Regions from separate parts of the Sus scrofa genome. Here region 2 is linked to region 1. The links are chromatin contacts, called in public Hi-C maps. All regions are on one chromosome and are shown on one strand. The core of a region is the stretch at or near the end of the contact, and the rest is flanking DNA. Distances in the headings are between cores, read along the strand shown.

Evidence for each region. A called contact is a pair of places that touch in the nucleus more often than the background predicts.
Region 2: a contact with region 1 is called in a Hi-C map of liver, with 6 times the contacts expected there. The contact joins the promoter of COG1 here to the promoter of FAM104A in region 1. A contact is called at or near these places in 1 of 5 promoter capture datasets (liver), 12 of 47 Hi-C or Micro-C datasets (alveolar macrophages, blood, brain and 5 more) and 2 of 2 datasets of contacts at active chromatin or transcription factors (alveolar macrophages and skeletal muscle).

The regions. Positions count from the first base shown.
Region 1 is chr12:7,725,179-7,729,661 of Sscrofa11.1, forward strand. It overlaps FAM104A (protein FAM104A), which reads left to right and starts at 2,558. Exons shown (of 3, transcript XM_003131246.4): 1 at 2,558-2,868. The coding sequence starts at 2,648. It overlaps C12H17orf80, which reads right to left and starts at 2,493. Exons shown (of 8, transcript XR_001299773.2): 1 at 2,234-2,493; 2 at 1,538-1,647; 3 at 1,022-1,117.
Region 2 is chr12:7,758,309-7,762,791 of Sscrofa11.1, forward strand. It overlaps COG1 (conserved oligomeric Golgi complex subunit 1), which reads right to left and starts at 2,231. Exons shown (of 14, transcript XM_003131245.4): 1 at 1,848-2,231. The coding sequence starts at 2,162. It overlaps SLC39A11 (zinc transporter ZIP11), which reads left to right and starts at 1,424. Exons shown (of 10, transcript XM_021066702.1): 1 at 1,424-1,769.

The DNA.
Region 1 (4,483 bases), core at 1,308-3,807:
ACTGATTTGTCTGTAAATGGAGAAAGGGTTCCAGATGAGTACATCAAAGGACAAACAGAAAATCCTAAATAAACCTCAAGTCTTGTCTTGGGGTTTCAGACATTCCAAGGACACAGGTGACCACAAACTGTAATTAACATGGGAAGCGTAGCAGTTACAAGTTGCCCAGGGACCTGAGATCACTCTGCTGAGAAACCCCTTGTGGGGATCAAAACAGGTGCTGTGGCCGCATGTTGTTATAGTTGAAACACTCCCCATTTTTATTTTATTTATTTTTTTTTGAGCTGCACCTGCAGCATATGGAGGGTCCCAGGCTAGGAGTCGAATGGAGCTGTAGCCGCCGGCCTACACCAGAGCCACATCAACGCCAGATCCGAGCTGCGTCTGCGACCTACACCACAGCTCACGGCAACACCGGATCCCTGACCCACTGAGCAAGGCCAGGGATAGAACCCACAACCTCATGGTTCCTAGTCAGATTCGTTTCCGCTGCGCCACGATGGGAACCCTGAAACACTCCCCATCTTTAAAAGACAAAAACGCAAGACAGAACACAAACGGGAGTGCCCTCGTAGCCTAGCTGGTTAAGGATCTGGCATTGTCACTGCTGCGGCGAGGGTTTGATTGCTGGCCCAGAACTTCTGCATGCCGCAGGTGTGGCCAAAAAATACTAATAAAAACAGACAAAACCCACAAACAGCACATACAAATGCTAGCATCCAAAGAAGCAAATGAACTGGTTCACATGTTGGGTAAACGTTCAACAACTCTTTCCTCTCTCCAACAGGGTACCCCACTCAAATACAAAACTGGCTTATTCTGGAGCAAAAGCTCCAAAAGGAGAGGAAGTAACTTCCAACTGTACACCCTGGAGCGACTTACCCTACCTGTATGGAGCCCCGTCGGCCCCCAAGTGTTGATTCCTCCACCTGCCAAGCCCTGGAGCCAACAGTGCTGTTTCGGGGACTTCTGAAGGGCAAATGGTCAGGACAAGTAGTCTGGGCAGCAGCTAGAACCTTACCCGAAAATTCCCCAAACCAGGCTGGCTGGCCATGAGCAGCAGGTTCCTGGCTGGCTGTGCCAAAATGTGGTACTGAGCCCAACTTGGTTCTGCTCACTGCAAGACAGGCCAGTAAATTGAGGGGTGAGCTTTCGGGGTAAAGAAGTGCAACAACACGCAGAAAGTTGGCCGACTGAGAAGATGGTGGACCAGTGTCCCAAAGAACCAGCTTGCCTGAGTTAAGAATTCAAGCTTCTTTTATAGTAAAAAGGGAGGGAGACAAGCCAAACATTTCTAGGTTTCAGCCTCCAGAGGGAATGTGCTAAATTCTTCCTTCCGGCCATCACACAGGTGGGCCTGGTCAGGATATTTCCTGGGAGCTAAGCAAAGGTATTTTGGATTAATGCTGACTACCTGGGAGGCAGAGGTCCGAGAGGGGCCATTATGCATAATTTAAGTCTACCTGCAACATCCCTTTAGTGATTAACCTGTAACAGGATACAAAGGTGGTTCCTATTACATTAACTGGTTTCTTACCAACACTTTTCTAGAAAGACGCTAATTTTGCTGTTTCTCCTGGATCTGCAGGCCTCACCGTCACCATTCTTGAGTTGGGAAGAACGAACCTCAATTTTTAATGCCAGCCTCTGGAAGACACAATCAGGGAAGTAACTCGACAGCACACACAAGGAATAACTGTGACCAAGTAAATGAGTCCTCTATACAGCAAAATTTGACAGAACACTGTAAATCAACTATGATAATAATAATAAAAAAAAATCAGTGAGTTCTCAGAAGGGGAGTTCTACCTCGGGGTTCCAGAAAGCAGAGAATAAAAACTTCAGCAGCCTCCCGGACGCAGGGCGGATCTTTCAATTATGCTCATCTTCGCCCTCACCACCTAAGCTCTCCAGAGGACTTTTCCGCCCCCAGCCGCCCTACCTGCGCGCCCTTCTGCCCGCTCCCTTTTTCAGGAAAGCGGTTCTGCTACTTCTAGAAGAGTGGGCGGGACCGCCGGGCACCTCCCGGCCGGAGCCGGCCTTCCCGAAGGCCCCCAGCCAGAGGCGCCGGAGCCGCTGGGACGCCAAGTGGGGCTGAACCTTCGGCTCCCGAAAGCCCCCCGCCCTGTCAGCCACCCGACCGACTTCTATCCACAAAAGTAGCCCCCAGACCTGCGGCGGGGGCCATGGGAAATACCCTGGGCCGCCTCTCCTCCCCCGTACAGCGCCTCACCTCGCAAGCTCAACGAGACCAGAAGGCCCCCGCGCCAAGGCCCCGGCGCAGCCCACGAGCCCCTTCCCAACTCCCAGTCCTGGGACCCGGGGCAGGCCGCCCGCACCGCTGCCTGATGCTTCTCAACTATTTTTCTTAATTGTTATCTCACAGAAATTTAACTCGAATACTTGTATCATATTATTATGATATAGTTTAATTTAATTTGAAACTGGCTTGACTTTGAGTCTGTCCCTCCTCGGCCGAAAACAGGCGAAAGCTCAGGCCACCTCTAATGAGGTCTTCTCTCCCAGAAGCTCTTGTCGGCCCGCCCCCTACGAGACCGCCTTTTCCGGTGGGCGGGGTTACCGGTCGGCGCGGTCGGGCTCGCGCCTCTGCGCAGCCGCAGGAGGGCGGTACCACGGCGGCTGCGACATGGGGGGGCGCGGAGCAGACGCCGGAAGTAGCGGTGGTACGGGTCCCACCGAGGGGTACTCACCGCCGGCAGCATCCACCAGAGCCGCGGCGAGAGCTAAGGCCCGAGGGGGTGGGCGTGGCGGCCGCCGAAACACAACACCCTCAGTTCCCTCTTCTCGTGGCGCGGCGCCGCGTCGCTCGCCTCCACCGGCTGCCATGAGCGAGCGTCTCCGCCCCAGGTAAGACCGCAGGGGACCCGCTTTCTTTCCAGCCTCTCGCCCGATGCTGTGTCTTGGGGGATGGATCCGAGCGGGCGCGCGAAGTAGGGGGTCCGAGCAAGCGTGGGCCCTGCGGGTCTCCCTCTGGGTGGGCTGCAGTTCGGGGAGGAGGGGAGAGGGATGTGCGGGTGATCAGGTACCTGGTCCCTGAAGGTGCTAAAGGAGTGAGTCCCCAGGCCCCAGGTTTCCTCCCGATCCCATCTTATTTCTTCCTGTCTTTCCCTATTTGGAATGAAGTCTTGTAGGTCCTGGAGGAGAGAGCCTTAAAGCTTCCCTGTCCTAAATTTAGGCGGGTGGGGGGATGGGAGGAACGTCTGATCTTCGAGAGGGAGCCTTTAGGGCGTCTGTGAGGGGACGGGGCGGGGAACTGCCGTCTCCCCAAGGTCAGAAAGAAGGATTGGGTTTAACCCTGCAGCAGGGAAGGATTAGGTTAGATCGAAGAACTGGTGCCCTGGACGGTTTTGAACACAGAAAGGCGGATAACCAAAGTGGCTTGTGGATTCTCTCGGCTGTACCATTAAGAACTGTCAGGATTCTAAACTGTTTGGATGCGGAGCCGTTTTTTTTTTACTCAGAAGGCGGGAGGTGGGATTATTTCATAACGCACCACTACTTCTCCGAGCCTGAACCTGAGTCTTAGCCTAGGGGGTGTTTTGATTGCCTGACACGTACTGAGGAGAGTCTGGGCCCAGCTGTGATTTCTTTTCCTTTTTTTTTCTGGAGGTGGGGAGGAGAGAGTTGGCGTTGGATCTCAGAATGAAAACGATCAGCTTTAATTAAATCAGAAAAATCCGTCATCGTGAAGTTTGAAATAAAAACTATAGATCACCAAGTCCAATCTTTAATTTTTTCTGATGAGGAAACATATTTAGAGCGCTCAGTAAATTTACCTGGTTTTGTCCAGGTTCACTGCTCTTTCTTGTATTCCGTAATAGTCTCAGCGAGGCTTGAGTGAATGAGATAAGACTGCCTTGGTAGAGGACCCTGGATCTTTTCTTATTGTTCTCTGATCCCATTGACTTTGATTGTAATTGACAGTCTTTCCAAGGACCCTGGTCTGGAGCATAGTAAATTCATGGGATTAAGATTCTGGTAGTGAAAATCTAGGGTTCTCCAAACTTCTGCATATTGATTTGGGTCATGTGGTGAGCGGGAGCATAAAGCCTCTACTTGTAGGTAAAATAAGAGTGGACTAAATATGAAATTAGGAGCCCAGTTTACCAACATGCTACTGGAATTAGTCACAAGAGCCTTAGGTACAGTAAGCATGATCTAACTGCCATTTTTTTCCCCTTGCCAAACCCAGTATGTATGTCTGATAGTCCCTTGGGATGTCTCACATATGTGAAGAAGTCCAAATATTTCTCAGAAAAATATTCCTTTTAGCTGGTACTGTACACAAATAATCTGAATGTGTTTATACTAATAGCAGATTCTTTTTAAAGTTCACACAATCTTTACACGGTGACTTCTTTACTATAAAAGAAGTCATTTGACTTGGCAGGGGTTTCTCTGCACCCGTGTATTGTGCAGTATGTTGGACCAGCTCTGCCAGTTCTGGCTGTCTTAGCATCTC
Region 2 (4,483 bases), core at 981-3,480, 33 kb after region 1:
AGGCCACTGAGATCACGGCTTTGCTCAGTTCTCAAGGGCTCCCTGTTGCTGAGGACCTCGGCCTGGGGACCAAGGGTTTCCTTCCACTACTTTCTTCCAGGAACCCTTGAATCCTCTGATTCTCATGTGTGTGTGTGTGGGGGGGGGTTCATCTCCCAGGGACCGTGCAGCAATATCTGGGGACATTTTTGATTACCACAGTGGGTGACAGGAGTGCTCTTGGCAGCTAGTTGTTAGGAGCCTGGGATGCTTCTAAACAGCCCACTACACATAGGATAGGCCTCTACAACAAGGAATAATCGCTCAAACCGGTAACACCAAGGTTGAGAAACTCTGCTTTAATGAAATTCATACCTGATTTTGATCGTCTTTACACACCCTAGACCCATATTCCAAATCTCATCTAGAAGGCCTCTCCTTACTGGGGAGGACCCAAGCCTGAAGTGACTGCCTTCGGAATTTTTACCATAAATGTACACAGTTATTCTGGGAATCAACACCCATTATCACACACAAAATTTTTTTTTTTGCCGCACTCACAGCTTGTGGAAGGTCTCCAGCCATGGGACAACACAAGATCCTTAACCCACTAAGCCACCAGGGAACTCCCTATCCTAAAATGCTTTCTTCTGCTACTCTATAAATTATTTACCTTTTTTAAAATCAACTTTCCGAGGATTTAACTCCTCAACTAGATTGTAAGATCCTGTATAGCAGGGATAGGGGACTTCTGATTCTCTGTGCCTTGAACACAGAAGGCACCCAAATTTTTGTGACTGAGAATAAGTCAGATTGAACAGCAATAAAAATAAATGTTTTTCAAGATAAGCATAGTACAAATTAATTTTTTAATAAAACCCTTAAGCATGCCTGAGTTATAGCAAAGGCTGGGAACCTAATGCACTAAATGCACAGTCTAGGGAGGGATAAAATCTCTCATTTCAAAAATTAGCAAAGAATTTCTAGTTTCCTCTGGTTCTATCGCGTTAGCCCGGCTTAATGATCTGGATTCTTCTAAAACCCAGGCTGTATTAAAAAGTTCCAAACTGGAGCTAAGTTGCACTCTGCAATTTTTTTCCTTCCACATGGCTGTATGGCTTCAGAACAAATTCCTTCCTTACCTTTCTCACCCTCTGCGCCCTTTCCCTTTGCCACCCCTAAGTCAACATTCTTCAGCAACACAAAAGGCATTATTAGGATTAGCGTCCTTGGACAGTGGGTCTAATCATTAGTGTTTGGAGGAAAAACACGAATTAAAATAAACTTAGTTTCTTAAAATGAAAACGTTCCTCTCTTGAAAAGATGAGAGTTTGCCATAAAAAAAAAAAAAAAAAAAAAGAGAGCTTGATAGTTGGGTACTATCTTCCAACAACAGGTGGAAAGGGCTATGGAGGTTATTCCCGGGAGCGGGATCGGGGTGGGGGCGCGGTGGGGGCGGGAGGGGGAGACTGGGAGGAGGAAGGAACGGCCTGGGGGGAAGGCGTCAGCCTAGGGGAGAACTCTGTTCTAGTTATAATGTTGGGAAATGCGATATAAGGAACGAGTCGAACTGTCTAGCGAGAGACCCCTGGCGTTTCCATGCAAAGCTGGCAGGAAAAACTCAGTGACCCCACCAGTGAGGTGCGGAACGCAAGGCCCGGAAGCCCGGGAAGGCGCCTGAAGAAACGGCCGAGGGATTTTGGAGAACCGGGCAGCCGCAAGGAAGGGACAGCGGCCGTCGTCCCCCGAGGAGGGAGCGCAGAGAGCGGCGGAGGCTCTTCCTACGGCAGGTGAGGCCCCGCCGGGGGACGCGGGCCGGCCCACGTGAGCAGGAGCGGCCGGGCTGGGGGCGGGGGCCCGGGGCTGACCTGCGGGTCCCGCGGCGGCCGGGGCGCGGCCGAGCCGGCCTGGCGGAGGCGGGCGCAGTACTGGTCGGTGGCCTTCACGGCGTCCACCAGCCCCTCGGCGCAGCGGCGCATCTGGCCGATGGTGTCGGCCGCCTCAATCAGGTCACGGTACCGCTCCCCCACCATCTGCCGCAGCTCCTCCTTCTTGTGCTCAATCTCGGCCCGAACCTGGCGCTCCAGCCCGCGGATCTCCTCCGCTCCATGGGTCTCGAAAAGCGCCGCGGGGTCGCGCAGATCCAGCCGCTTCAGAGCAGGGGAAGCGGCCGCGGCCGCCATGACGGACCGGTCAGCCGCCCAACGGGGCACTTCCGCTCAGCCGTCCCGCCCCTGCGGCCATCTTGGTCGGGGGCGGAAGTGCTTCCGCCCCGCTGCGGCCATAGTTGTTTGGGGCGTATCCGGATGGCCGAGGGGCGGGCCTGGCGATGGGCGGCATTTTTTTAAAGAGAGACTGTGTGGTTGTAAGATCACTGTGGCTGGCGGTATGTCTGCTGGTCCAACCCCTCGCGAATCTCAAGCCCCTCCCAGGGCAGGTGGAGCATCTCCACTTCGGAGTTAATTATCATCCAGCGTCCGCGGTGTACCGCCTCCTCGTGATGCTCCTGTGCCTTACTGGTCCGTCGCGGTCCCCGGGCAGGGGTCTTTACGATGATGGGATTGCACCCTCGGCCTGTCCCTCTCCCCTTGGAATCCCTCGGCCGCCCCTGTGTCCTGGCCAGCTGGGAGCCAAGTGGGCACACATAGCTGATAGTAGGTGCTGGATCAAAGCTGGGGCAGCAGCTTGAACCCTTCACTGCCTTGTGCGGCATCCTTGTTATTCATTATATTCTGTGGTCATCAAGCAAATGCAGTGGCAGGAAAAGAGAAGTGTGAGTTCATTTTTGTTCGTTGAAGATAACTTCCCAGTTGCTCTGGACCAGGCCCGAGCACAGGGACAGGCTGCTCCTTACCGGCGCTGTGTGTGCTCGCTCCCTTGCTTCTGGTGTTCTTTGGTTGTTGGTTAATTATTTGGGGGTGCCGTTTTTTCTTTCAACCAGTGTTATACCAAAGATGTTTTCCCTTGTGTAACCTTACATTAATCAGCACCGGTCCGGGTAGAAGGGTAGTGGGCAGCTGAGGAAAGGACCAAAATACTAAGGAAAACAATATCTTGGGGTGGGGAGGATGCCTAACACAGACTTGGTAAGAATGAAACCTGGAGAGTGTGGCCTGTTTCATCTAAGTATTTCCAAGATGCCTCATTAAAAAAAAAAAAAATTGTATTATTGAAGATTTCACCCTAATGCAGAGCGAATGGTATAATGGGTCCATCAGCTGGGTTTTACACTCACTACCTCATGGTCAGTCTCCTGCATCCTTACCCACTTCCTCTCCCTCCCACCACCTCCATTATTTTGAGGCAGGTCCCAGACATCAAAGAATTCCAATCTTTAATATTCTAGTTTACCTCCCACTAGCCCTTCAGTCTACGGATTGAATTTTGCTGCTGGGTAACCTGGGACCCAGAGAGACAGACAGATTTACTCGTGTGTGTAAATTTCAAAGCCTGTCCACAAAATTATCTGATGTACGCTTCAGGCTGCAAAGTAGGTAGGAATAGTTATTCTATGTGTGACGAAAACCTAGAGAAGCTTATTTATTCCTGCCCAAGTCGCATAGTTAGTATGAGACAAAATCAGCCCTTAGGCCTAGAATTTTGAATTCCTTTTCTGCTCTGTCACATAACTTCCTACAAACTCAAAGCACTCCTTGGTGGCAAGTCTGCAGTCCCATTCTGTAGGGACACTTATCCGTCTGCAGAATGTCTTTCCCATGTTTGAGAAAGTCATTGCTGTATGGCAAGATCGGTTCCCCTTACTGCTAAGCTGGATCAGCCAGTCGGACACAAGGAGTAGGGGCAGTGGAGGCATCATTCTGGTGGTGCCACATCCACCTGCAAACATCCACTCTCGACAGACAGCAGGGACATTGAATCCAGCTGCAGTGCTCAGCTGCCAGTGCTGGCAGTGGTGCTGGTGACAGCTTTGGGCAAACACAAGGCGGTCCTCACCAGAATCGCCCTGAGGCATGTTTTGACTGAGTTCTGAAGGTTAGCGTCCCTTTGTTTCTGTCTGTTCCCTGAGCCTGGTTCCCCACCTTTTCCAGAGATTCTCTGAGCTGTCCAATATCTTATTGATAAATGTCACTTTTTTGAACATCAAGACACTGTCGGTTGCTTGCCCTAGAGGCCCTCACTGACCAACACTCCCTGAGTTTCCAGCTCTGTGGGAGTTTGGCTGGCATCTCTCAATCAGCAAGAGAGAAGAATATTAATAATCCATTAGGGTAGGGGGGCCTCAGGGTTTTCTTAAGGTGGCCCGCACTTGTGCCCACACCTGTCATTTCAGGTAGAGAAAAGGCAAGCTCACCGGCTAATGTCTCCTCCAAGCATGTTCTGAAGGCAGGGCTTTCTCTCTGCTTCCACAGCCAAGTTTGTCCCACTGCCCTGAAGATGCCACTGTTGCTCTTCTGCCAGCAGATCCAGGCGCTTAGCAGAGGCTGCTGCGAAACCCAGTCTTCTTGCCTGGGGAACCGGGAGAGCTCCGGGGGCTGGAGGAACT